2 separate regions of the Danio rerio genome follow, and region 2 is linked to region 1. A link is a contact called in public Micro-C data. All regions are on one chromosome and are shown on one strand. Each heading gives the region's core, a stretch centred on a gene start, on an enhancer-like site or on the middle of the called end of the contact. The rest is flanking DNA. Distances are from core to core; before and after follow the strand shown. Region 1 holds the start of plcg1 (phospholipase C, gamma 1). Region 2 holds the start of LOC141380617 (a long non-coding RNA gene).

Region 1 (7,896 bases), core at 1,744-4,243:
TTCTAGCGTGAAAATGTTGCGCACTTCTTATTAAATTCATTTAACAATGGAAGATCAAGTTGCGTGTGGTGTGGCTTTGCTCTATTTATCAAATATGTGTCTATATGTCTGAAATATCCTGAAGCAGTTTTGTACGTCACGTCGCGTGAGATTCCCGCTTTTTTTAAGATAAATATAACATTAATGCACATCTGTAACTCGCCAGTAACTTATTTAAAGGGCCATGAAACCCCCTCGTTTCAGCAGGGTGTTTTCACACCTCTACTTGGGAAAAAGTCAGAAAAGTGGGCGTGTCCAGCTCTGTTTAGGGGGGAGTGTCGGAGGAAGAAAAGTGGTAGGGTGTGGGAGTGTCTATTTGGGCACGCGCGAGTTTCAGTCAAAATACTCACACACATGAGAAAGTGATGGTGTTTAACCTACATGGACATCTGTAGTGGAATTATTTGCCAAATTATTAAATGGTGGACTTTAACTGCAGTTTGGCTCTTTCATTCAGGGAATTCATTCATGTCCCTCGCGACAAACGAGATATTTGATTCGAGGATCTGCTCTAAGCGTGTATTTTCATGCAATGTTTGATACCGCACGGCGAATGAGAGAAAAAAAACCTCAGCATTTTCCGGAAACTTAGATGCTCTCGGCAGGTAGCGTCAGAAAGCGGCGTGTGTTATTCCGGTCACAAAATGCGGTTAAAAACCCTACACGAAGTTAAAGTTTGGTTGTGGTGCTAACATGTTACGGTGCAATAGTTAAATTAGTTCGATACGAACAAACTGAATAAACAAAGAGCACTAGTCGCTCACTTACCAAATCTGTAGAGACAGGACAATCAGCAGCAACTAGAGCCGCGTCTTTATGAAGAGAAGACTACAAGCAAATCCAGATCTCAGCGTTTGCAGATGAGAACAGCTCTCAGGTAAACAATGTTCCTCCTTAGACACGTAAGTTATTGTTGTCGAGCGTCGCGTACACTGTTAATCCACACGTGACGCCAGCTGAGCTCTCACAGAGAGAAAAAGAAAACAAAACTTCACTGCAGCAAACTATAAAAGCAACACTTCACGCTTGGTTTGCCAACACAACGTGGCGTCTATGTCGTGTAAACACAGTAATGAATATTAATGAACTTGCACAATAGAGCGCGCTGATTGGTTTGAACCAAGCCTTACTCATGCATTAATGCATCACACTGTAAGACGTAATAAGACACACTCTGGCACAGACGTCCAGTCTGCACGCTGGAATACACGCTATTATGTCATGACCGTGACGCAGCTTCAAAAATTCGTTTCAAACAGGAAGTACGAATTTGCTTAAAATAACGCAAAAACAACCAATTTACACTTTTTAGTGAAATATAGGTGTCTTAATAGTGTTTTTAGCAGTGTGGGACACATATACCACTGTCAACAGCTCAAAAAATGTGTTTTGGTGTTTCGTGACCCTTTAATGCATGTTCGTGTAAGAAAACATTGTGAATAATTGAAAATCTGGCGACCGCAATCATCAAACCCTTGGGAACAACTGTGCTCGGAACCAAAGTTCACAGATCTGTGTTCTCTGAACTCCTGTGGACGTCTTCATTCTGACTGCTTGCCGCCCGAATCGCGTCATAGCTCATTACCATAAAGTTGACTTGATTTCAGCTCTCCTCGATGCCCACGCCGGCAAAGACGCGCAGCGCTGCTCCTCACTGCCGGCTCTCATTGAAAATGAATGACCTCCAGCTACTTTGATGCTCTCGCCGCTTTCGGTGTGAACGTACGGTCATAACGGCAGCCAGAAGAGAGAACAACGTCAAATGTACTGTCCCGCTCCATAGAAGACACTGCATGACAAACACCTCACACAAGTGGTCATTAATTTCGTGTAATTTGACACAAATATTATACCATATATATGTTAATACATATAAATAGACATACTGTATGTTTAAAAAAATCTAAATATTAAAATCTTTTAATGCTGATGAGCGTCAAACATCTTGTGTAAGTGTCCGTGTGAAAGGTTATCAAACCAGATATCTTAATTGCTTAATTAGTAATTAATTACTAGTTTTGAAGTAACTCACCAAACACTGGAATTTTGCTGTGCTTCCATACACACTTGAGGTGGCAGTGTGCGAGTGCTGAAAGTGCGCACTGTGTCTTTAAGAGGCCGTTTGCTGCCCCGGCTGCAGGGCTCGGCTGGTGGGGGGAAGGGCTTCACTCAGCAGCTCATGGCGGAGAGAAGAAACTCTCCGTCGGCTCGATCACCGCGCCGATCCGCCAACACGGCAGAGCACCGGACGACATGAGCCTGCGGAGATTGCGGACAGTCAGCGTGTGTGTTTCTGCTTTCGGCGAGTCCACAGAGCTGCTGCATACAGACACGGTGAGACATAACAGACCTGGCTTATTATTATTAGTAACTGTTAGTAGTATTATCATCATCACCACCACCTCCGTCAGCTCTGCTAACAATATAGGCGCTGCTCCGTGGCTTCATATACAGCCTTCCTGTTCTCATCTGTGGAGTAAAACCGCGACGACGACCTCTTATTAATAAAGCAGAATCTGTGATTTTTTTTTCTCTCTCTCGTTGTTTGCTCATCAAAATAAAGCGTTGTTGGTCATATCGAAGCAAATCACGCATCATAAGTCAGATCAACTCAATTTAATCTACTTAAACATACTAGAATTGAATGATTAGCTTTGATTAAGATCTGCTGTTCTTGTGTGTGATATAATAATATTAATAATCCGTTATGCTCTCATAATCAATACATTAATCACAGCTAATGACTGTGTATTTTTAAATATATAAGTATAAATTAGCATATAGGTGAAGTGTGAATGTACACATGTGGATGTATTGTACAGCAGGCCTCTCTCTCTCTATGTGTGTGTGTGTGTGTGTGTGAGCTCTCCTTTATGCCTTACATTTGCTTTATGTGGTGTTTCTGATGCTTGTTTTTGCTAGGTGTCCTGTGAGCGTTTCTGAGAGGAACTGAAGAACAAACAGGGGAAATGGCTGCGAGCGCGGGCTTCTCCTCCAATGGACCTGTACCCTGGGCTCTGAGCGACACCGAGGTGAACAATCTGTACCGGGATCTGGAGCTGGGCACCGTACTCACGCTCTATTACTCCAAAAAGTCCCAGAGACCCGAGAGGAGGACGTTTCAAGTCAAGCTCGAGACCAGGCAGATTATCTGGACCAGAGGAACGGATAAAATCGATGGCGAAAGTAAGTTCCCTATGCTAATCGCTGCGGGTTTGGATTCAGAAACCAACAGTTTTTTTTAAAAAGCCCCAAAGTGTGTGTCAGTTTTCTGGGGCTCGTTTTTGTTGTGTTGTCCATGACTGGAGCTGTTAGAACCAAAACATACAAAACATGCCCTCCTCCTCCTCCTCTTCTCTTTCTTTACTCCCGGGCAGGGCCAGACTGAGTCTGCACTGTAGAAGTGCTGGGCTCCACACAATCAATTTGTGTTGGGACGACGTAAAGGAATTAACTTAACTCATTAGTTTTCACTAATTTAAGTTGATCGAACATAAAACCATTGAGAAAAAACCCTCAAGAGTGGTGTTGTTTCAGCTTATTTAAAATAAGTAGCTTGAACAAAGAGCAAACTTAATCTTTTGAGTGTGCTGACATTTATATGCTCTTCCTGCGCAGAATTCTCTGTGGATTTATGCTGATTTTAGGACTAAAACCTAGTGGATCTGAACAAAAAACAGCTCCATTGTAATGTCCAAATATCAGTTTTATTAAGTTCAAGTTGTATTTATTTATATAGCACGTTTCCAACTGCAACAAAGTGCTTTACAGAGAGAAAATAACACATGATATGAGCATAAAACAGCAATAAACGCAGTAAAAACAGCAATAAACACATAATAGGAAGGAACATAGAAAGATTATCAATAAAAGAGCAAAATAAAAATACAAAATAATAATAATAATAAAACATTTTTTTCCTAATTAAAAGATGCTACCACAGTTGACCAACACTAAACACGATAGAGAACAAGACCATTTTGATCCCATTCCCAACACCCCACCCCCCTCATTCTGAAAGGGATGGACTTACCGTACGTTCACACCGAAAGCGGCGAGAGCGTCAAAGTAGCCGGAAGTCATTTATTTTCAATGAGAGCCGGCGGCGATAAGCGGCGAGGAGCAGCGCGGCGCGTCTTCGCCGGCGTGAGCGTCGAGGAGAGTTGAAATGAAGTCAACTTTATGGTAATAAGCTATGACGCAGTTCGGCGGCAAGCAATCAGAATAAAGACGTCCATCGCTTGATAGGAGTTCAGAGAACACAGACCTGTGAACTTTAGTTCCGACCACAGTTGTTCCCAAGGGTTTGATTATTGCGGTCGCCGGATTTCCAATTATTTAAATTTAAATTTTTTAAGTTGCTGGCGAGTTACTGATGTTCATTAATGATATATAAATTTATCTTAAAATAGCGGGAATCTCACGCGATGTGACAGTACAAAACAGTACAGCTGCTTCAGGATATTTCAGACATATGAACACATATTGGATAAGTAGAGCAAAGCCACACCACACGCAACTTGATCTTCCATTGTTATATGAATTTGATAAGAAGTGCGCAACATTTTCACGCTAGAAACATGTTTATGCAGGAATGTAACTGATAATGCTGCAACGGCTCCTTTAAATATGAGATCGATGTAGCGAGTTTTGACGCTCTCGCCGCCGGAGCTGAAGGCAGAGAGCGTTGTCGCCAGGGCGGCAAGAGCGACCTTGGACGCTCTCGCCGCTTTCGGTGTGAACGTACGGTTATGCTTCAAAGGATCTAGAAAATAAATGCGTCTTTAATTTAGACTTAAAAATAGGCAGCGACAAAGCCTTTTTTAGTTCTAATGGCGGAGAGTTCATGAGGTGAAGACCTGCTATGGCAAAAGCACGTTCGCCGTTACTTTTGAGGTGGACCTTTGGAACTTTTAATAAAAACTGATCAGCGGAACGCAAGTGTCTTGGAGGAGTGTAGTTAGGGCCAAGACCATGTAGAGGGCCAAGACCATGTAGGGCTTTATACACAAAGAGAAGGGTTTTACATTCGATTCTTTGTGTCATCATTAAAACATTGTAAGTTTTGACGACATTTTTTGTTTAAAGGTTATCAACAAACAACAACAGGATCCTCCCAGGGTCTTAAAGAGTCTTAAAATGTCATAAATTTCACTGGAATTCACTGAAATATTGTCTTGTAGGTGTTCAATCATTATAAACAGGTCTTTAATTTTCCTCTGTCCAAGCAAAGCTGCCCTATCAGGCCAACATCCATCCAATCACCAACAATCCATATAAATAACACCTTGCGATGTGACTATTGCGAATGAACACATTGCGATATCAATGCTGAAACCATATCTTGTGCAGCCCCAATCTATAAATAACAACTTTTTTATATTTAACTTTTTTTGTACTGTAAAGAGATGCGATTTACAGCATTTATTGCAGCAGTTTCTCCAAATTAAATTCTCTAATCAGGGAAAGAAATCTTAAAACAATCACACAATTCCTCATGATAATAACAGAGCAACTCAATCAGTTCGGACCAAAAGCCAGCAAATGTGTATTTCTGATTTGTCTCTATAATAAATAAACCTTTAACATTGTTAATCATGTCATTCAAAAAGAAATATTATGTTGAGAAAAAATGTTTGCGACTAGAGTTTTACTTGTTTTGACACATTAAAATGTCTTTAAGAAATAATATATATGAGCAAATCTGTGCAAATGTCAACCTTGCCACGAAAAAAATTAAGTTCTCACCAAAATACAGGAACTGTTTTTGGGTGTTTTGTTTTAGCAAGTATTTTACAGTGCTTTAGAAATACTCAAATGTATCTGTCAGTGTTTTCAAACTATTATATTTGATTTACCAAACTAACACAAGTGGCAATTTCACATCTGTCACATACATAACGGCGAGATGTCACATCCATAACAACACTTTTTCCTCATAAATGTAAAAATATTAAAGAGAAAATCAAACCAATTTTTGTTTTATAGAGAGCCGACTCTTATCCTTTTGATTAGCGTAAATTGTTTTGGTTTGTGCAATTTAGTTTGCAGAGTTTGTACAAAGTGTGTTGTGTACTGTAAACCCGCAGACTTTTTGTCACATCCATAACACATGTTAGTTTTCCTCATACAAAGTACAAAACGTGTTTACTGATGATGTTTTTCTGGACCCATAACTCTTGTTTTATAAATATGAACAGATGTTTCAATATAATGTTAACATATACTTTCTCTGTGAATTTATATTTTGAGTTTTTACTGCACACGTCACATCCATAACGCAGGAATCCAGGCGCAAAATCCAGCTGGAAATCCCAGAATAGCAGCAGAGTTTAACTGGTTTTGCTTTTATTGTAAAGAGATGCGATTTACAACATTTATTACAGCAGTTTCTCCAAATTAAATTCACTAATCAGGGAAAGAAACTTCCAAACAATTACTTAATTCCTCATGATAATAACTGAGCAGCATATGACTGTTTATGCACATTATATTCCATGATGCATTACTCAATCAATTCAGACCAGAAGTCAGCAAATGTGTATTTCTGATCGTTTATGTCATTGTCTCCATAATAAATAAACTTTAAACAATGTCATCAAAATCATATCATTAAGTAATATTTAATCTAAAAACGGTTCAAAACTACTACAGCCACATTTGTTACAGAAAAAAAAAATTTATATAAATTTAAAAAAAGAGGAGAAATCAGAGAAAAAAATGAAAAATTTAGTTGAAATTTTGTAGCATGTTGATATATTTTTTTTTTTGCAATATTTTGCTTGAATTTAATTGTATCATCTTTCAATTTCTCAATAAAGTGAGTAAAATATTGTTTTAATAAATCGGTTTTGTTTAAATGCACCACATTACATGCCTATATTCATTGAGAAATGGATACAGGCATGTTCAGTGAATATAGGCAATGTCAAAATGGTCAAAGCCAAACAAACACACACCGATTTCTCATTAAAGTGGTTTCAGAATGTCTTCATATTTCGAAAAGTGCATTCTGACAGCAAAGTTACGCAAACCTCTTTCACTTCCCAGATTAGAGCTGAACAATATATAGTTTAAACATCCATATTGCCATGTGTGTATCTGCAATAATCACAGGATCAGTTTATGAATTAAAAATTAAAGGATGAAGATATTATTATTATTTTTATTAAATGCATTTTTTGTATTGTTTATAATAGTTTATTGAGTGAAGACTTTGGTATTTTACATTTGATTGTTCAATTTCTATGTTTCAACACTGTTAGAGTCTCCAGATCAGTGGTAGGGAACCACATGTGGCTCTTTGACCAAAACTATGTGGCTCTCCAGCGCTCTCCCTTCAATACTATTTTACAGTTTTAAACAATCGTTACTAGAAATCTGTTTCCTTTTGAAAATACAATTACAATTGTCTTTTTATTGTTTAGTTTTTTTTTTTTTTACAGCAAAACGAATCAATTTCGACAATTGCACGCGTGTACACTGAAAACAATTGTTCAAAGATGATTCCTTGGATTTACTAAATTTTTTATGTTAAGTGGTTGTAAACAATTTATTTGGGCTGAATTTAAACAAACATATTAAGTTGAACATTATTAAACTTAATTTGTTTGTTTAAATTCAACACAAATAAATTGTTTGCAACAGTTCTGCATGCAACCCTTTTTGTAGTTGTATTGCTGTGGATAAACTTGAATCGCGACACTAATAAAGGGCAAATAACTAAATAATAATTTCTATGTTAACCAATCGATCACATAATTACCATAGAAACAGAAGTTGTTTGCTCTTTATTTTCTAAATAATAGTAAAATAAGTTTTTGTTGTTTAAAACTAGCCACAATTGAAATGTTGCTG
Region 2 (7,896 bases), core at 2,500-4,999, 480 kb after region 1:
ACTAGCGTTTCGGAAGTGTTAATGCAGACCGGCAGAGACAGCGCGCAGAAGTATAAATGCACAGCCACGCGCGTTGCCTGCGCCGTGGGTTACGTCGGTCACCTGACGCAGAAGTATAAATCAGGCTTTAGGCATCAATACCTGACAGTGTAAACAGGGCCTAAGTGACTTTTCAGGCAGAGCTTAGTGCCTTTTCATTGAAAATAGTTCGCAAAAGTGGAGGGAGCCCCAAGCTTGAGGATCTTATAAGCGTAGGGCTCTCTCCTGGGACAGCATGCCAAACAAGCTTTATAATCAAGTGTGAACTCTTGAAATAAGTCTAGTTTTATTCATGCGCATATGTTTTTTGTTATGTAAATATTCAAAAACTTTAAAGAATTTAAGCTGATGCCTGTTAAAGGCATAATCACTTTCAAATTCGAGAACTTTTACTAAAAAACTTGCATTTTCAGAACCCCAAAACACTCAAGACCTCAAACCCTGGTTAGTTCTATTGGCATAGGGATTGTGATGAACAACAATTTAGCTCATCCACTTGAGATATGTGAATTCCAACCTGAAGTCTGTCTGAACTTGGAGCAATGATTACCAGGCTCTGGGATTCCCCACAGTCACATTTAGCTGCTTTCCTTTAGCACCTTCTCCTCCAGAGTCAGACGCTAAGCGTTCACTGTAACTGGCTGTGATGTAACAGTGCTGCTTTTCTGACTATTTCTGGACTATATTGGTCCACAAGGCGAACAGACATCTGAAAAGACATCAGATAAGTGGTTCATTAGTTGTTCTAGTTGCCGCTTTGGATCATGGAGAGCTGCTCCCCAAGGTTTACCTTTGCAGGGGTCTCTGCTGCAGAGCAGGCTTGACCCACTTTTGGATCAGGTGGTGTGATACAGCTGTTCCACCTTCTGTTGGCTGGCCACCAATAAGCAGGCCCACACAGAATCTGTACACGCAGAGCTCCGCACAATGCTGCAGAACGGGAACGCCCATCATTCACCACATCACGCCACACGTTTCTTTTAGAGTATTTTAGTTGATTAGATTCGCCTTTTAGCCAGCACATAAAAGTGAAACACTCTCAGCTCTATCAAATATCTAAGCCTCCTGTTGTCTTGGAATTCTGTATATGTCTTTGGTGCCCTTCAGGTCAAAAATGACCCGCCTTTAAACCTCTAAAATGAAGCAGCTTGATTGAATTGTAATTTTTGCATGATAGCGAACTGAACACCAGGATCATGGTACTCATGGTTTAGTGTCACCTTGATGGTGACACTAAAAGGGCTGCAGTGTACTATTGCTTTGCTCAAATCTCTGTTGTTAGATAAGGTGCAATAACTTTTTGTGCACTTTGACCCATCACCTTTGCCCGGATGGACCTTGATAGTTGTAGGAGTTGATAGTTAATAACACTAGAAAAATAACATCACCAACAAAGGCTAATTTTGAAAACGTAGCCCTTTATACATTTCTGGAGATCGCTAATTATGTAGCCAGAGGAACGTATGGCTGCATTTTCTCTTTTAAACGAACAATACGGGGTGGTATGACGCCATTTCTTTTCACGCTTACCAGCTGACTGCTTACCTCTGTATGGAAGGCTTTTCCGCTGTTAACAGTTTGTCCAGTTAGCTCGCCATGTATGTTGACGGACTTGAGATGCAGAGAGGAATTGACCGAGACAACGGGGTTTGAGTCTGGTGAAAAATGGTTCCAGAAAGCTGGAAAGACAAAAACAGAAGCCAAAAAATAAAACAAACAAGTAAATAACAGAGTGAGAATGTGGAAAATATGAAAAAATGTTCAAAATCAGGCGAGGGCTTTTCTTGTTCTGGATTGCTTTTTAAAACTGTCGGTTGGACTTAGGGAAGTGGGTGGGCGGGTCAATCTGTGTTTTTGAAAACACTATTGGTTGGGTTAAGGAAAAAAGGAGGGTGTGTCAGTCGATCGGTCAGTCAGTCGAAGGTGAATTATCTGGTGGAATTATGCGAGAGCAACAGGCACGAATAGCACTGGTAAGAGAAATTTGAGATCTTAAAAAGCATACACAGCGACCTCTGGAGGATTCAGGAAAACAAAAACTGCAAAGAAACGTACCTCCTGGGACTTATTTAGCGCTCTCCAGAAATGTATATAGCGGTACATTTTCAGAATGAGCCTGTGTTGAACACCATCTTACCAGCACTGACTGACTCCTCACTCTAATATTCTTAAATAGTTGAAGATAAACACATCGACTGACTTGTGATGGACTGGAAATCAGTCTGGGTAGCCTTACTTGGGAAAAAGATACAGCATCCTTGTGACCCAGCATTAGTCAAGCAATTTGAAAAATAGATACATGGAAATTTCAGACCTGCGTTTCAGACAAAAAAAAACATGGAATTCATTCATTCATTCATTTTCTTGTCGGCTTAGTCTCTTTATTAATCCGGGGTCGCCACAGCGGAATGAACCGCCAACTTATCCAGCAACTTTTTACGCAGCGCATGCCCTTCCAGCTGCAACCCATCTCTGGCAAACATCACACACTCACTCATACACTACGGACAATTTAGCCTACCCAATTTACCTGTGCTGCATGGCTTTGGACTGTGGGGGAAACCGGAGCACCCGAAGAAACCCACGTGAACGCAGGGGGAGAACATGCAAACTCCACACAGAAACGCCAACTGAGTCGAGGGTCGAACCAGTGACCCAGCGACCTTCTTGCTGTGAAGCATCAGCACTACCTACTGCGCCACTGAAAAAATATTATAAACGTTCAGAACATAACGCGATGTCTACAAGCAGACATTATCACTGTGTTTGCTCAGTCCAGCTTGTCAGCAAGGTGCAGTACGTGATACACAGACACACGAATGAACATTATGAAAATGAAAGTTTGTTGTACTGTTGGTGGTTCACTTTCGTTATTTGGTAGGATTGCATTTATACTAGTAGTGAACCAGACCAGAGTTTGTGTGAACCCTACCCCAGACCACCTCTTTCAGGCAGACTTGGGTACAGGTGTCGTACTCTGATTTCAAATGAACCCAGGTGCGGACCAAAAGTGCTAGTGTGAAAGCACCCTAAAATATACAAATGAACTCTCAAATGAATCATTTTTGATAGTTATTACATTAAAATGTTATGAATAGCCGTGAGATTGCATTGGCATTACTGAAAGCAAAGCACCGGCTTCACAGATAGGGTTACTTTGAACGGTCATATGAACAGACCTGTTAAAATGTTTTTGTGTTGCCTTTGAAAAACAGCACAATATGGGTTCAAAATGACATGCGGGTTAGTAAATAATGGTGGAATTTTCTGTTTTGAGTGACCTGTTTCTTTAAATCCAGACTCTTCTCTCCAGACAGCAAACTACGCATTAAATTCCCCAAGCCTTTTAATTGGCTCTAGATCCATTAGACAGCACCAAGTGTTATTTGCCATAGTTGCACTTAGCTCACTGATTGGTTCATGGCCCGGAGAGAACAGGCAAGAGAGACGGAAGAAAGAGAAAGGCTGCATGAGCCATCTATCTTTTGCAGTTGAGAGCGGCTATTGATTTTCTCAGCCAATAGATTGCTCACATGGATAATTGGTAAATTAGCCTGGTAATTGGTCACAATAATTAGCCATTTTAGGATATCATGTGTAATGAGTAATATTGCTGTTCACATTCCCCGGCTCAGTTTAGAGCGGAGCGATTCCCTCCCCCAACAGAAGAGCGGCCGATCAATCGGAGAGCAGTCTTCCTCTCCCATCCTCCTTTCCTTTCCATTTAGCACGGCAGGCTTTCCCGTAATACTACATCTGTAGAGGGGCTGCCTGAAGGAATGCTTGCATATACATACATACACTTGGGTGTGATTTCAAAGGTATGGAAACTAACCGGGCAACTGGAGTTGAGTGTGTAAGCAGACATTTGGCAAGTATTAACCGCACAGTTTTACAGTAAATAAACACAAGTAGGTTAAAGGGGAAGGGTGTTTTTTCTTTCAAAGTTAAAATGTTATCCTATCCTAGCTTCCCTGAAAAGTGTAAACACTGTGGCGTTATAGAAATGTTGATGTTTCTTTGAGAAGCCTTACCAACAACGGTGGCATAGACTTGCTTGGTGCAGGATTATGTGCACAATCAATCAACAATTCAAAGAATAATAATATTAATCCACAAATTTGGTGACACGGTGGCTCAGAGGATAGCACTGTCACCTCACAGAAAGAAGGTCACTGGTTTGAGTCCCGGCTGGGTCAGATAGCTTTCATGTGTGGAGTTTGCATGTTCTCCCTGTGTTGTTGTGTGTTGATGCTCTGTTTTCCCCTACAGTCCAAGGACATGTGGGTAAAGCCGTATAGCTGAATTGAACACACTAAATTGGCCATAGTGTATGTTTCCCAGTACTGGGTTGCAGCTGGAAGGGCATTCGCTGTGTAAAACCTATGCTGGATAAGTTGGTGGTTCATTTTGCTGTGGCGTCCCTTGATGAATAAAGGGACTGTGATGAATAAAGGAAAATTAATAAATCCACAAGTGCGGTTTATTTATAAACTAATTTCAAGAGGATTGCGCGCTTATGATTGAACACAGCTGGTACCGCATCAGCTCTGTATATTGCAGATGAATACTGACACACTATAAACAACCAGAGCTTTCTACTCTAGTCATCTTCGTCTTGAGAATCCCCCCTTCCACCCCTACTCCTCCCCTTCTCTTATAGGGTGGCACAGCGGCCCAGTGGTTGGCACTGTTGGCTCACAGCAAGAACGCCGCTGGTTCTGCCCCTCTCCTTGGCGTTTCTGTGCATGTTCTCCCAGTGTTTGCATGGGTTTTCCCCAGGTTTACTGGTTTCCTCCCACCGTTTGACATGCACCGTAAGTAAATTGACTTCAAAATAGCATCTTAAGACAACTCTTAGCCAGATACATCTCAGCACGTTCACAAGCAGGGGAGTTCTCTGGACCTACCTGAGCTCAAACTCTCCTCTCACCTTCAAACGGGTGGGAGCCCCGAGCTCGAGGATATTCTGAGCTCTTGCCAAACACGCTTTATTATCAATCATCAGCTAAGTGTAAACTCTTGAAATTTGGTTTGTAACATAGCCTACGAAAAATGTAAATCATATGTTAAATTCACTTGAAAGTGAAGAACTAGTTGGAGAACGCCCATCTAAACTACTGAAGCACTAGGCTTACAATATGGAAAGTACTTCAAGAGTTTTGAATTCTGATTTCAAAGAGATGTGTGTCTTGCCTGGACATAATCTCATGACATCAACCCCCCCTCATGGAAGAAGAAAGCCATTGTGTGTTTACAACTGTAACAATAACACTCAGGATGAGCTAAAATCCCAAAGATTTAATCTAAATCATCACAGTTAAATTACTTATTAAGATCCTTAAGAGTTCTTCTTGAGAGACATGTTTGTCTGAAATTCTAGGGCAGGGATGCCCAAATTTGGTCCTGGAGGGTTGATGCCCAGGAGTTCCAACCCCAACTACTGAACTACTGACACAACTAAACCAGCTAATCAAGCTTCTACTGTGGCAGCGTTCCATTCCACTTTTAGACACACCCTTGCAAAGTTCCCTTCCCATGTTCCCTCGGGGAATCCTCAGTGTCATTTTAAAGTGCGTTCAACAAGTGCAATGTGATTATGACATCACAATAGTGTAGTTCCCAAGTGCTCAAGGGTTTAGGGCAGGGGTGTCCAAACTTGATCCTGGAGGGCCAGTGTCCTGCTGAGTTTAGCTCCAACTTGCTTCACCACACCTGCCAGGAAGTTTCTAGTACAGGGGTGCCCAAACATGGTCCTGAAGGGCCAGTGTGTTCTGCATATTTTAGTTTCAACCCCGAACCAGCTAATCAAGCTCTTTACCTTCACTACAATCTTCCAGGCAGGTATGCTGAAGGAAGTTGGAGCTATGCAGGACACCGGCCCTCCAGGACCGAGTTTGGACACCCCTGGATCAGGGCATCCCATTTAAACCCATTCAGATATTCAGCTAGTAGCAGACACTTTTGTAATGTAATCAATGACGTGCATCTGAGGCAACATGATGGAGAGAAGTCAGCAAGTGAAGGTCACTGGAATGCAGCCTAGGTATACTTGAAACCTCAGGGCAGGTGTGTTGAAGCAAGTTGGAGCTAAACTCTGCAGGACACAGGCCTACCAGGACTGAGTTTGAGCACCCCTGTTCTAGGGGCTTCCACTTTAAATTTACATGCCTCTAAACCAGTGGTGTCCAAACTCGGTGCTGGAGGGCCAGTGTCCTGCTGATTTTAGCTTTAACTTGCTTCAACACACCTGCCAGGAAGTTTCTAGGACAGGGGTGGCCATATCAAACACACCTGCTTGTAATTATCACATGGTGTTCAGGTCCTAATTAATTGGTTCAGGTGTGTTTGATATGGGTAGCAACTGAAATCTGTAGGAAGGTAGTTCTCCAGGAGCAGGGTTGGCCACCACTGTTCTAGGATATCTAGTAGGAGCTTTATTAGTTGGCTCAGGTGTGTTTGATTAGGGTTGGAGCTAAACTCTCCAGGACACCGGCCCTCCAGGACCGAGTTTGGACACCCCTGCTCTAAACATACCATACCATGAAGAAAACTGTGATTTGTAAATATATTAATTCAGCAAAATATTCATTTTTACAGCTCTGACATGGGAAGAGTATGAAACTGATTTGAGCTGAATAATGACTTCTCTCTTCTGGCCTTTATAAAGTGTTATAAAAATAAAGATGACTTGACTAGTTTGCCCAACCAATGACAAAGGAGAGGAGTGTTCAAAACATTCATTTTTATTTTTGCAACTTCACTTTTAAGGGTCAAATGAGGAACCAGAGATTGCTGCATTAGTAATTTGGATATAGAATTTTTAGTTTGCTTGCAAAGCCCAAAATATCAACATCTGCCTCAACCACCGATGGCACGAGTTCCTTATTGAGCGATCTGTTGTCTAAATGGTAGATGGGGGCACTGTTTAGCAAACCAGTTTGCAGCGATCATTATATTGATGCTGCTAGTAAACAGAACGAAAAAAAAAAAATCCCACACTTCACCACAAAACAGGGACACGACAGATCAGCTGCCTGATGTTTTTGGCTAAAACATGCACACACTCGCAGACAAATCTGGAGTCATCACCTCTTTATCATGTAGTGCTTCACCATATGTGTGTTTTGATGTTCTCGTCTGAGTGGAAATCCCCCCGTCCAGACTGCGGTGCCCTGATCCCAACGCTCTAGCGGGAAGAAAAGAACAGACAAGGAAAAGCAATGAGTCATAACCCAATTTACTGTGAATGAGGGGACACAGGAAAGATAGCAGGCCAATTTTATCTTACTGTCTACTTTATTATCTTTAGCTTTTTATGTGTCTCATTTATTGCTATAATCAGTTTGTTCAATTAAGAGAGAGTTTTTTTTCATGCACACTCTTAATTTTACTCATAAACACAAACTTTATTCACAGTTTTCTGTGTATGTGTGTATGTGTGTTACTGTAATCTCCAAGCTCTGCCTGCTGATTCCAATCACTAGGGGAATTTTCGAGTGTGTGCCACTATAAAACTGCGCTTATGAGGTCTGAGGCCACTTTAGCAGGAATGTGATGGGTAAAACTTTTCAACATGTAATTGCGGACATTTCCACACCCAGAATACTGACTGCTTTTTTAAATAATAAGCAATTCTGTTTATCATTTTAATAGTACAGATAATCTTATCTGAAATCAAATAGACTTCTCCTTCTAGGTGTATTCAAATATCTGTCTGAGACAGTGTCTATAGGTAAACGGCTGTTGGCCCAAAGGCTACTTGTACTGTGTAAATGTAGTGCATGATGTTGTTCTTTTTCTCGGACACCCCTTATGCTCTTCTTTTTTGTTGCTGAAAACAGGAAGTGCCCATAT

The links. A called contact is a pair of places that touch in the nucleus more often than the background predicts.
Region 2: a contact with region 1 is called in a Micro-C map of caudal fin, with 10 times the contacts expected there. The contact joins the enhancer-like site here to the promoter of plcg1 in region 1. A contact is called at or near these places in 2 of 18 Hi-C or Micro-C datasets (caudal fin and embryo).

Annotation. Positions count from the first base shown.
Region 1 is chr23:2,789,692-2,797,587 of GRCz12tu, forward strand. plcg1 (phospholipase C, gamma 1) reads left to right here and starts at 2,994. Exons shown (of 32, transcript NM_194407.1): 1 at 2,994-3,225. The coding sequence starts at 3,009.
Region 2 is chr23:3,269,707-3,277,602 of GRCz12tu, forward strand. The region is part of intron 17 of dhx35 (DEAH-box helicase 35); the gene reads left to right. It overlaps LOC141380617 (a long non-coding RNA gene), which reads right to left and starts at 7,228. Exons shown (of 5, transcript XR_012398939.1): 1 at 7,132-7,228; 2 at 1,585-1,718; 3 at 830-969; 4 at 134-748. Within about 2 kb of position 3,750, at least 7 of the 62 cell types and tissues checked have an H3K27ac peak or open chromatin away from gene starts, as enhancers often do. A contact at or near this core is called in caudal fin, where this site is marked.